Regions from separate parts of the Triticum aestivum genome. Here region 2 is linked to region 1. The links are chromatin contacts, called in public Hi-C maps. All regions are on one chromosome and are shown on one strand. Each heading gives the region's core, a stretch centred on a gene start, on an enhancer-like site or on the middle of the called end of the contact. The rest is flanking DNA. Distances are from core to core; before and after follow the strand shown. Region 1 holds the start of LOC123110975 (deaminated glutathione amidase, chloroplastic/cytosolic). Region 2 has its middle 26 kb from the start of LOC123110976.

What was found. Hi-C and Micro-C count contacts between places; a contact is called where the count stands out from the background.
Region 2: a contact with region 1 is called in a Hi-C map of leaf, with 3 times the contacts expected there. The contact joins the enhancer-like site here to the promoter of LOC123110975 in region 1. A contact is called at or near these places in 2 of 5 Hi-C or Micro-C datasets (both in leaf).

The regions. Positions count from the first base shown.
Region 1 is chr5B:186,496,361-186,500,760 of IWGSC CS RefSeq v2.1, reverse strand. LOC123110975 (deaminated glutathione amidase, chloroplastic/cytosolic) reads right to left here and starts at 2,217. Exons shown (of 9, transcript XM_044531632.1): 1 at 1,914-2,217; 2 at 1,352-1,488; 3 at 831-959; 4 at 309-367. The coding sequence starts at 2,177.
Region 2 is chr5B:186,535,269-186,539,668 of IWGSC CS RefSeq v2.1, reverse strand. No RefSeq gene overlaps it. Among protein-coding and RNA genes, the nearest start is that of LOC123110976, 26 kb to the right of the region's middle. Within about 2 kb of position 2,283, at least 7 of the 8 cell types and tissues checked have an H3K27ac peak or open chromatin away from gene starts, as enhancers often do. A contact at or near this core is called in leaf, where this site is marked.

The DNA.
Region 1 (4,400 bases), core at 968-3,467:
ATCTAGAATAAATGGGACACAGACTATTACTGCAATTGAATATCATATTATACTTATAGCATGATCTCTATCATTGAAAGTTGTTTAACTAGACGACAACATGACGTTAAGAAAAGTGACAACGAGTTAGAAATTAATAATAATTTCAATATGAGAGTAAACTTATAAGAGAAACTTATGCACCACAGATCTACAAGATTTTAAAACAAATCCGATGGATAAAATGTTCATTTAAGACCAACTCTAGCAAATATACATATATTGCACAGAATAGACAAAACTTGGAAAACGGGATTAATAAATAGCACCTGCTGTCGTGAAACGGCTTTCCTTATACACCATGTTGCCAGGTACATCCACATCAAACCTTCAGCATAACAATGCCAAGGTTAACTACCGAACTACAGTATTGCAAATGCACCACAACAAGAAGGAAAAAGTAAAAGGAAGAAAGAAGCAACAGTCATTTGCCAAAAGTTCATTATTTAGACACAAGTCCAGAAATATGATTTTGCAGCTCTGTGATATGACGTGACAAATGTAGTTGTGATCAACATTTCTCTTATCTGGAAGTGACAATATATGCAGCTTATAGCCCTTCAGTTCATAGCATCATTTGCCCTTACCATGTAAATTGAAGACCTACTGTTTAACATTCTATTGCTGAAAGCCCCAACCACATACTTGACTCACTGCAGAATGAAGCTATGATAACGACTGATAAATATAGCCAGCTAAAATAAAGTACTCGCAAATATTACTGAATGCAAGTCTCTCACAAATATTACTGAAAGCAAGTTTCTCCCAAGAGCTGTGAAAGAAGCACTTACAAATGAATTTTCCGGTATGAGCTCCTAACTTTTCCAGATTCATCGATTAATATATGAGTGTTGTACTGGTGCGAATCATCCGGGCCCCTTTCTTGAAACCCTCCAAGAGACAACCACATACTTGACTCACTGCAGAATGAAGCTATGATAAGGGCTCGACATGCTGATTCACTCCATTTAAAAACCTCAAAATGGCAAGGATTTTTTGTGCCAACAGATAGTTAATGAAGGAGCATTACATACACTTGCATACGTATCTATATAAGCTAAAAGATATTTGTAAGCTAACAGATGAACGAAATAAAAAACCACATACTGAATATATAGTTAGAAAGAATCATCTGTAAGATAGTGCGAAACAATTATTCCTAAATCAAAGAGCTGATAGCGTATCAAATCAAAAGGCTTACTCACTACAAAGTACAAGTGAGAAAGCTCTGCTTTGAAATGGAAAAATAAATTGAGAAAGATATTCTTACTAACTTTACAAGTGAGCAATTGAGAAAGATGTTCTTACTAACTTTGCAAGTGAGCAATATCTCTGCATTATTGGGCCATCTAATGGTTCGGCTAGCTTAACAGACTCGCCATCCTTGGATCCTATGAAGGAGAAGACCTCAGGGAAGCAAAGAAATTTGACTCCGGCCGCAGCAGCTTCCTAAGAAAATATTATCTCATGTTAGTCTATATGCATTTATCTACCAATAAAGTAGGAAAACAAAAAAGAACAGCATTAAGTACTGTAGAAAGAATAAAACCAATGAGGACTGCGATAGGTGCAGCACACACATGACATAGAACTCAGTTTCGAAAGGTTTGCTTATAATTCATCTATTCGTGCATTCCAGATCCCAGAAGAGCATATCGAATGCAGAATTCCTTCTCTTACTAGCTTTGTCCGAGACGAAATGCTACAATTTCTTCATTTCAATAGCCAAAACACATTGTCTGATAACTACACACTTGCATATCTCCTTCTCGCTGCAACTAAATGTTTCTTCCAGTTCCAAATCGCAGCAGGCGATCAACTCCATGCTCCCGGCGGTGCAGGGTTAGATCTTAGGGGAAGGGAGGAAGGCTTGCCTTGGTGAGGCGGGAGCAGGTGGCGTAGTTGGCGTCGAGGTCCCCCACGGAGGTCATCTGCACCACACCCACCCTCGCCTGCGACGCAGCGGAGACGGAGGAGAACGACATGGCGCGGCGGAGGACGGCGGCGGAGGCGGCGGTTGGGGGCGAGACCGCGAAGGAGGCCAAGGCCATGACAGGGGAAGTCGATGCCCAGCCGCCTGGATCACCTGCTCGGGGGCACGAGCCGACAGCCGAGGAAGAGATCCCACGTGGTCTCATCGAGACCGTTGGATCTTAGAGCATCTCGGGTAGATCCCGCAAACCGTCGTCCTGCAAACTTCGATTATGGTATCCCGTAAAAATCACCTAAGGATCACCGGAGTTTACTCGATTTTTAAACTAATAGTTTGCGCCATTTAAACATCACCGAAGTTCCACATAAACATAGTTCATACCATGTGATATAAACATAGCTCATAAAATATACTTCAAACTTAAACTAGTTCATACTTGAACTTAAACTACTCGCCGCCGGAGTTCTACTCTTTGTCACCATCACCATCACCGGACTTGCCGACACCGAGGTGGTGCTCCAAGAGGGAGTTGGAGAGGACAAAGGCGAGCTAGTACTCCTCCTTCGACGCGTTGAGTCGCGCAGCTACAGCTTCGTCCCAGCAGCGACCACCTCCTTCGCCTCGAACCAGGCGTGCTCGACCGCCCGGAGGCGCTGGATGGCCGGATATCCACGCATGTGCATCGGCGCTGCTGGAGTGGGTGCCGCGCCTGCGCACGGCGCCACTCCTCCAACGACGGGCAGAGGGAGGAGATCCCCGCCTCACCATCATTACAGCGCTTGCGAGGCGGCTCGCTGCCGCGGTCGTCGAACCCCCCTCAGCCACTCTTTCTGCCGCCCGCGCACGACATCACGTATCTACTACGGTAGCTATGCGCGGCGCAAACGGCTGCCGGAGCAAAGGGATTTCTCGCCAGAGTAGAGAGGATTTGCGGGCAAGTGGATAAGGAAAATGGCGAATGGATACCCTAAAATCGACCGGATCCAGTATATAAGTGGGATTCGGTGTCGATTTACGGGCCTCTCGTCAAACTTTTACGGGCCGGGCCATTTTTAGTCGACCTGTTCAAGCCATCATTTTCGTTCGTCCCGTAAAACCGCCGGAAAAATGCAGCCCGGCCAGCTTTTACGGGATCTACAAGAGATGCTCCTAGGGCATGTACAATGGTAGTAGTACTATCTTAAGATCATGCCCAGTTAATCCCCTACCAAAGGTGATATCGAGACATAAATAAGGAACATATTCTCACATATAGCGCAACATGTATTGGAAAAAGGGGGCACACATTGATTGGTTGGCTAAAGGAGACCGAAACACAAAGTACTTCCACAATATGCTTATGAGAGTACGAGAAGGAATAGAGTAAAATATTAAGAAAAGATGATGGAGGGGTGGAGATGGAGATGGAGGAGATGGCGGCGGTGGTAACTAACTATTTCAAACACCTTTTTTCAAATCCCATGCAGGTACACGAACTAACGAGCTGCTGCAGCATTTCTTACCCCGTGATAGCCTGCAAGTGCACAGGGTTTTCTTGTAGCCTTTTCGAAGTAAGAGTATCGACCCCACAAGGAGCACATGAATCAATCTTTAGTCCTTTGCAAGGTGCAAATAATGTGCCTACTAATTGTAAGTGATCCGAAATAGTAGTGATGATAATAATAAGGTTGCAAGTGTAAAGGTGAATAAATGAGCTGAAATAAATAAGAAGTAAAATGACTAGACTTGAGACAAATGATTAAGAGAGTTCCCAGGGGTCCGAAATCCCCGCTAGTGTGCATCTACGGCGGTGCCTAAATACAATGCTATTTCGGATTCCTAAGCCATTCATCCAAATCATCCCAAAGGCTTTACTTGGCACAATAATTTAAACACAAAAACACAACTATAACAGTAGCATAATTATGTGCACACAAAAAAATAAGAAAGAAAAAAGAAAAATAAAGATAGCTATTGGGTTGCCTCCCAACAAGCCCTATTGTTTTACGCCCTAATTAGGCGTAATGCATAGTTTGAAGTGTTGTCATCCTTCATATACAATTCCTTAATCACACATCCATGCTTCCTGATGACCCACAAGTATAGGAGATCAATCGTAGTCCTTCCGATAAGTAAGAGTGTCGAACCCAATGAGGAGTAGAAGGAAATGACAAGCAATTTTCAGCAAGGTATTTTTTGTAGGCACTGAAATTATCGGTAACAGATAGTTTTGTGATAAGATAATTCGTAACGGGTAACAAGTAACAAGTGTAGCAAAGGTGCAGCAAGGTGGGCCAATCCTTTTTATAGCAAAGGATAAGCCTGGATGAACTCTTACATAAAGCAAAGCGCTCCCGAGTACACATGGGATTACTGTCAAGTTAGTTTTTATCATGCTCATATAATTCGTGTTCGTTACTTTGATAATTTAATATGTGGGTGGACTAGT
Region 2 (4,400 bases), core at 1,034-3,533, 39 kb before region 1:
TTGTGGCAAAAGAAGAGCGTCAACCGCCTTACGGGTGGCCCAAGAGAGTGCCAGGCGCGCCCGGGGGGAGGGCGCGCCCCCTATCTCCGGGCCACCTCGGGCATCGTTTCACGTTGATTCTTCCTCCGGAAAATCCCAAATATTCCAAAATAATTCTCCGTCCGTTTTTATCCCGTTTGGATTCCGTTTGATATTGGGTTTCTGTGAAACATAAAACATGCAACAAACAGGGACTGGCACTGGGCACTGGATCAATATGTTAGTCCCCAAAAATAGTATAAAAAGTTGCCAAAAGTATATGAAAGTTGAAGAATATTGGCATGGAACAATCAAAAATTATAGATACAACGGAGATGTATCACCCAGCCATCTAATCCTTGAGTGTTGCCTCGCAATCGTCCTCTCAAACGAAGCCAGCCCAAGCACGGCCATCTTCAGGTTTCTCCGTAGCCATAATTCTTCCGCGGTAAGGGTACGAGACTCTTGCGCTTGCTCCAGCCTTAGGATCACCCAGTTGGTTTTTATGTTGCCCGTCTTCCTCTGCCCCCACGGTTGTAGAGCCATGGCCGCGTTCCGGAATAGGGCGTCAAGTCTTTTGAATGGATCCACAATGGCCTCATCGCACACCCAAGCCGCTCTGACTGCGTCTTCGAACCCATCCAACTTACTCCAATACAACTCAAATCTAAACCTCCGCTTTGGGCTGCACATGGCCTGCATACTTAAATGTAGAGGGGCATGATCCGAAACGTTTGTTCCCAGCGCCTGAAGAAAGCAATCTGGATTCGCAAGGTCCCGATCCACCAAAACAAGGACACAGTCGATTTTGGTTAGGGTAGGGCAGTCCCTCTCATTAGTCCACGTGAAGCGCCTTCCGTGCATGTATGGCTCTTTTAGCTCAAGATCATCCACGAACGCCCTAAAGTAGTTCACGTGCGCCTGTTAATGTTGGTGTTATTTTTCTCCGAAGCTCTAAGAATCATGTTGAAATCACCCAGAAGCATCCAGGGGCCGGGGCATGCCGTTCTTCGTAACCGTAACTCCTGCAAAAACTCCAGCTTCTGCTCATCTCCTTGTGGACCATACACCACTATGATCCACCACTGGCTCCCGTCTAGGTTATGAACCAGTCCGGTGAGAGCATGTGTGTCCAAGACAACATGATCCACCTGCACCACGGTCGAGTCCCAAGACAAAACCACACCTCCACGAGTATCAATCGCCGGGAGGTAAGCAAAGCCATCATATGATGGTCCAATACATTGCATGATAGTAAATTGGTTTACAACATCAAGTGTCGTCTCCTGGAGACACACCATATTACACTTGATTGCGGAGATGAACTCCCTCACCGCCTTCTTTTTCGCCGGATTGTTCAAACCTCGCACGTTCCAACATGTAATCGAAGAGCTTGTATCCATGCGAAACATGTGTGAAACACCAGCACCCAACAGCGCAAAGACTACGCGGCGATCGCCATCGTGTTGCCTCCCTCAAGCTCAGCCCTTAGTGGTAGCATCTTGCCAAAAATCACAGCGATCACTCTCACATGTTGCTCGCGGAGTGGTGAGTCAAACAGCTCTTTGAGCTCATCCAAAACAGCCTCATCTGGCTCCAAATACTCTGGGGCCAAACCTAGTGCTCTCAACAGGACATTCTCTACCGGTGTCGCCTTCGATGGTGCATGTATCCCAGCCCTCTTGGCTGCCCTGGTTGTAGGACGGGGGTGAAAGGCTAAGCATCCAAGCGAAGGGTCAAGGCCTGGCTTCCTTCTGAATAGGTGGAGCTAACCTCTTGATTATGTTAGAGCAGAAGGTCTTCATCCGGCCGTACGCCACCTCTTCCTGCCGCGAGAACCCCTGGGTTTCAACGGAAACCGGCTCCAACTGCACCTCGTCTGCGTGCCGCCTCCAGATGCATGATGGATATCATCAACATGTACAGGTGAAGTGACATTCACATCCCGCTCCTCCATGCCTGCATGTCCATGCACCAACTGGGGAGCGGCCAACTCCGCCTCGCATCCCGATAAGACAGCAGGTGGGTCCCTCTTGCGCCCCTTGTCCCTCTCAGAATTTGGATCAAGTGGTGATGTGACAAACGCATCCCGCCCCTCCATGCATGCATGCACTCCGTTGCAAGCAAAAGGGGCATGCACCAACGGGGGGAGCCAGCTCCCCTTCCACGCATCCCAACACCACAGGTGGGTCCCTCTCCACAGCCTTGTCCTTATCAGTGGAGGCAGCAGGCAACACTCCTTCTCGTGCACGCGGCAACGTGCCCACCAATTGGAATGATCCCTGACCTAGAGGATGGCCCTCCACTGTCTCGATCTCCGGCCCTATCAGAGTAGGGTCGCTGGCCCCTCCCTTTTCACTGCTATGGCCCACTGTCCACTTCTGGAACCGCCAAGACTGCAGTTCGGCCTGCCTGCAAAGGCAGAGAACTCTGGATAGGCTCGCGCTCCGCCAAAACAGCCTTGGTCACTTCATCTAGGTTTGAACTTGGGAACGTGCCAAAACCTGCGTCCGGTCCTACCACCGATGCCTGGGGATCCGAGACGGAGGCCACGTTCTGGGGCACCTCAGGAACCACCAGAATCGAAGCCAGCTGTGGCCTTGGGATGGGCGCGCGAACTGCCTGTTGGTCCTCTATCCCCGCATCAACCGAATCCTCCGCATGAGCTGGACCGCGATCAGCGGCCTCATCCAAAGGCAAAGCATCTGGGGAAAGTTCTCTAGGCCCCGCCCCAGCTGCGCCAGGCTGAACCTGATCATGTCCCTGCCTCGTGGAAGCCCGCCCGGTCAAACGTTCAAAAGAAGAGGTCCTGACCGCAAGACGGTCGCTGGCATGGACCTGCTGGCGCACCGGGGCCACCACCGGCGCCTCATCCATGGCGGGCAGCCTCCACTCCATGGCCGCCATGGCCCGACCGCGGCCTTCTCCACCTGACCTCGCGCCATTGCCGCCGCGACCCGAGCTCGCGCCTCCCCGAGAATCCCGAGCACCGAACTCCATGACCGACGGCGAGCGACGGCCCCATCGCCACCATCCATGCTGTCCTTGGAGCCCGGCAAACCACTCTAACCACTGTTTGAAGAACCGCCCCCAAGAAACCATGGTTCCTCTGCCTCTGCGAAATCCTGAACTTGCACGAGATGTATCAGGACTCTGTATTGCAGCAACGCTGGCTGGGATGGCCGCACCCCCAGGCCAGGTTCTGGCACCCCCAACCAACGGAGCGTCAGGATCGCCTCTGGGTCAGCCGTCCACGTCGTAACCTTGAAGGAGGAGAGATCCGCACAGGAGCTCGTCTCCGGCGCCATCGCATCCACCAAGCAAGACGAACCCAGGAGCCGCTCCATCACCTCCAGCTCCCAGGCGTGCGGCAGGATGCCCTCCATCTCGATCCACACCTTGGTCCTGAACACCGAATGCACCGCCTGAGCTTGCCGATTCCACTGACGGAAGAAGAGTCTGACCCCACGATGTTCCACCGCCGGCATGGTGCAAAGTCTGTTCCTATGCTCCGGGAGCGCGAAGATGATGAGAAAGTCCTCCGGCCGGAAGCGGTGCACAGACACCCACTGCGGCTCTATGCACACCTTGACCTACAGCACCTCAAGAACGAACTCCAGCGAGATATCATTCCTAGCGCCCGCCGCGTATGCCACCATGGATAACTGCAGCCGGCCTTCCAACCCCTCCATGGACTGGGTGCGGCGCACCAAGCAGAGCTCAGACGGGTCAAACTCCTCGTCCACAGGCAGCACCGGTCGCGGCACCGGGTGGCAAGGCCCGACCGGAGGCGGCGTGGGGAGGCGGGGCCAGACCGGTGGCACCGCGGCAGCCGCAGGGGGCGGCGGCGGGAGCGGAGCAGCGCTCCCGCCAACGCCCCACCCGAGCCGCGACTAGCAGGAGCAGATCCCATGCCCCGCGAGCCACCTTCTTGACGACAAGCCTCCGAAGCTCCTCTGGCGACGACGGGCTGCAGGGGCCGCTTGCAGACCCTGGATCCATGACCCGACAGCCCACACCTGAAGCAGACAATGTCATTGGTGCAATCCTTCCGGTAGTGCCCGTCCTGGAAGCAGCGGAAGCACAGGCCCACCATCTCCGGTGACACCTCGCGCGAAGGGGAGAAGCGTGGCGGCACGCGCTGCGGCTGCGCGGCCGGGTCATGGCGGCGCCGCCACTTGGCACGCCCAGACAGGGGAGGCCGCTCCCAGGGGACCAGCTGCAGGCCGTCGGCCATGCCCGCCGGTGGCCTAGACGAGGCCTCAGCCCCCTCCGAAGCGGTCGACGATGCCGAGCAGGACGAGAGACCCAAGCCAGACACAACGGGGCGCTCCCCCGCGGGGCGCGAGGTCGCCGAGTGCGAGTGCGGGCTGACGTCCATG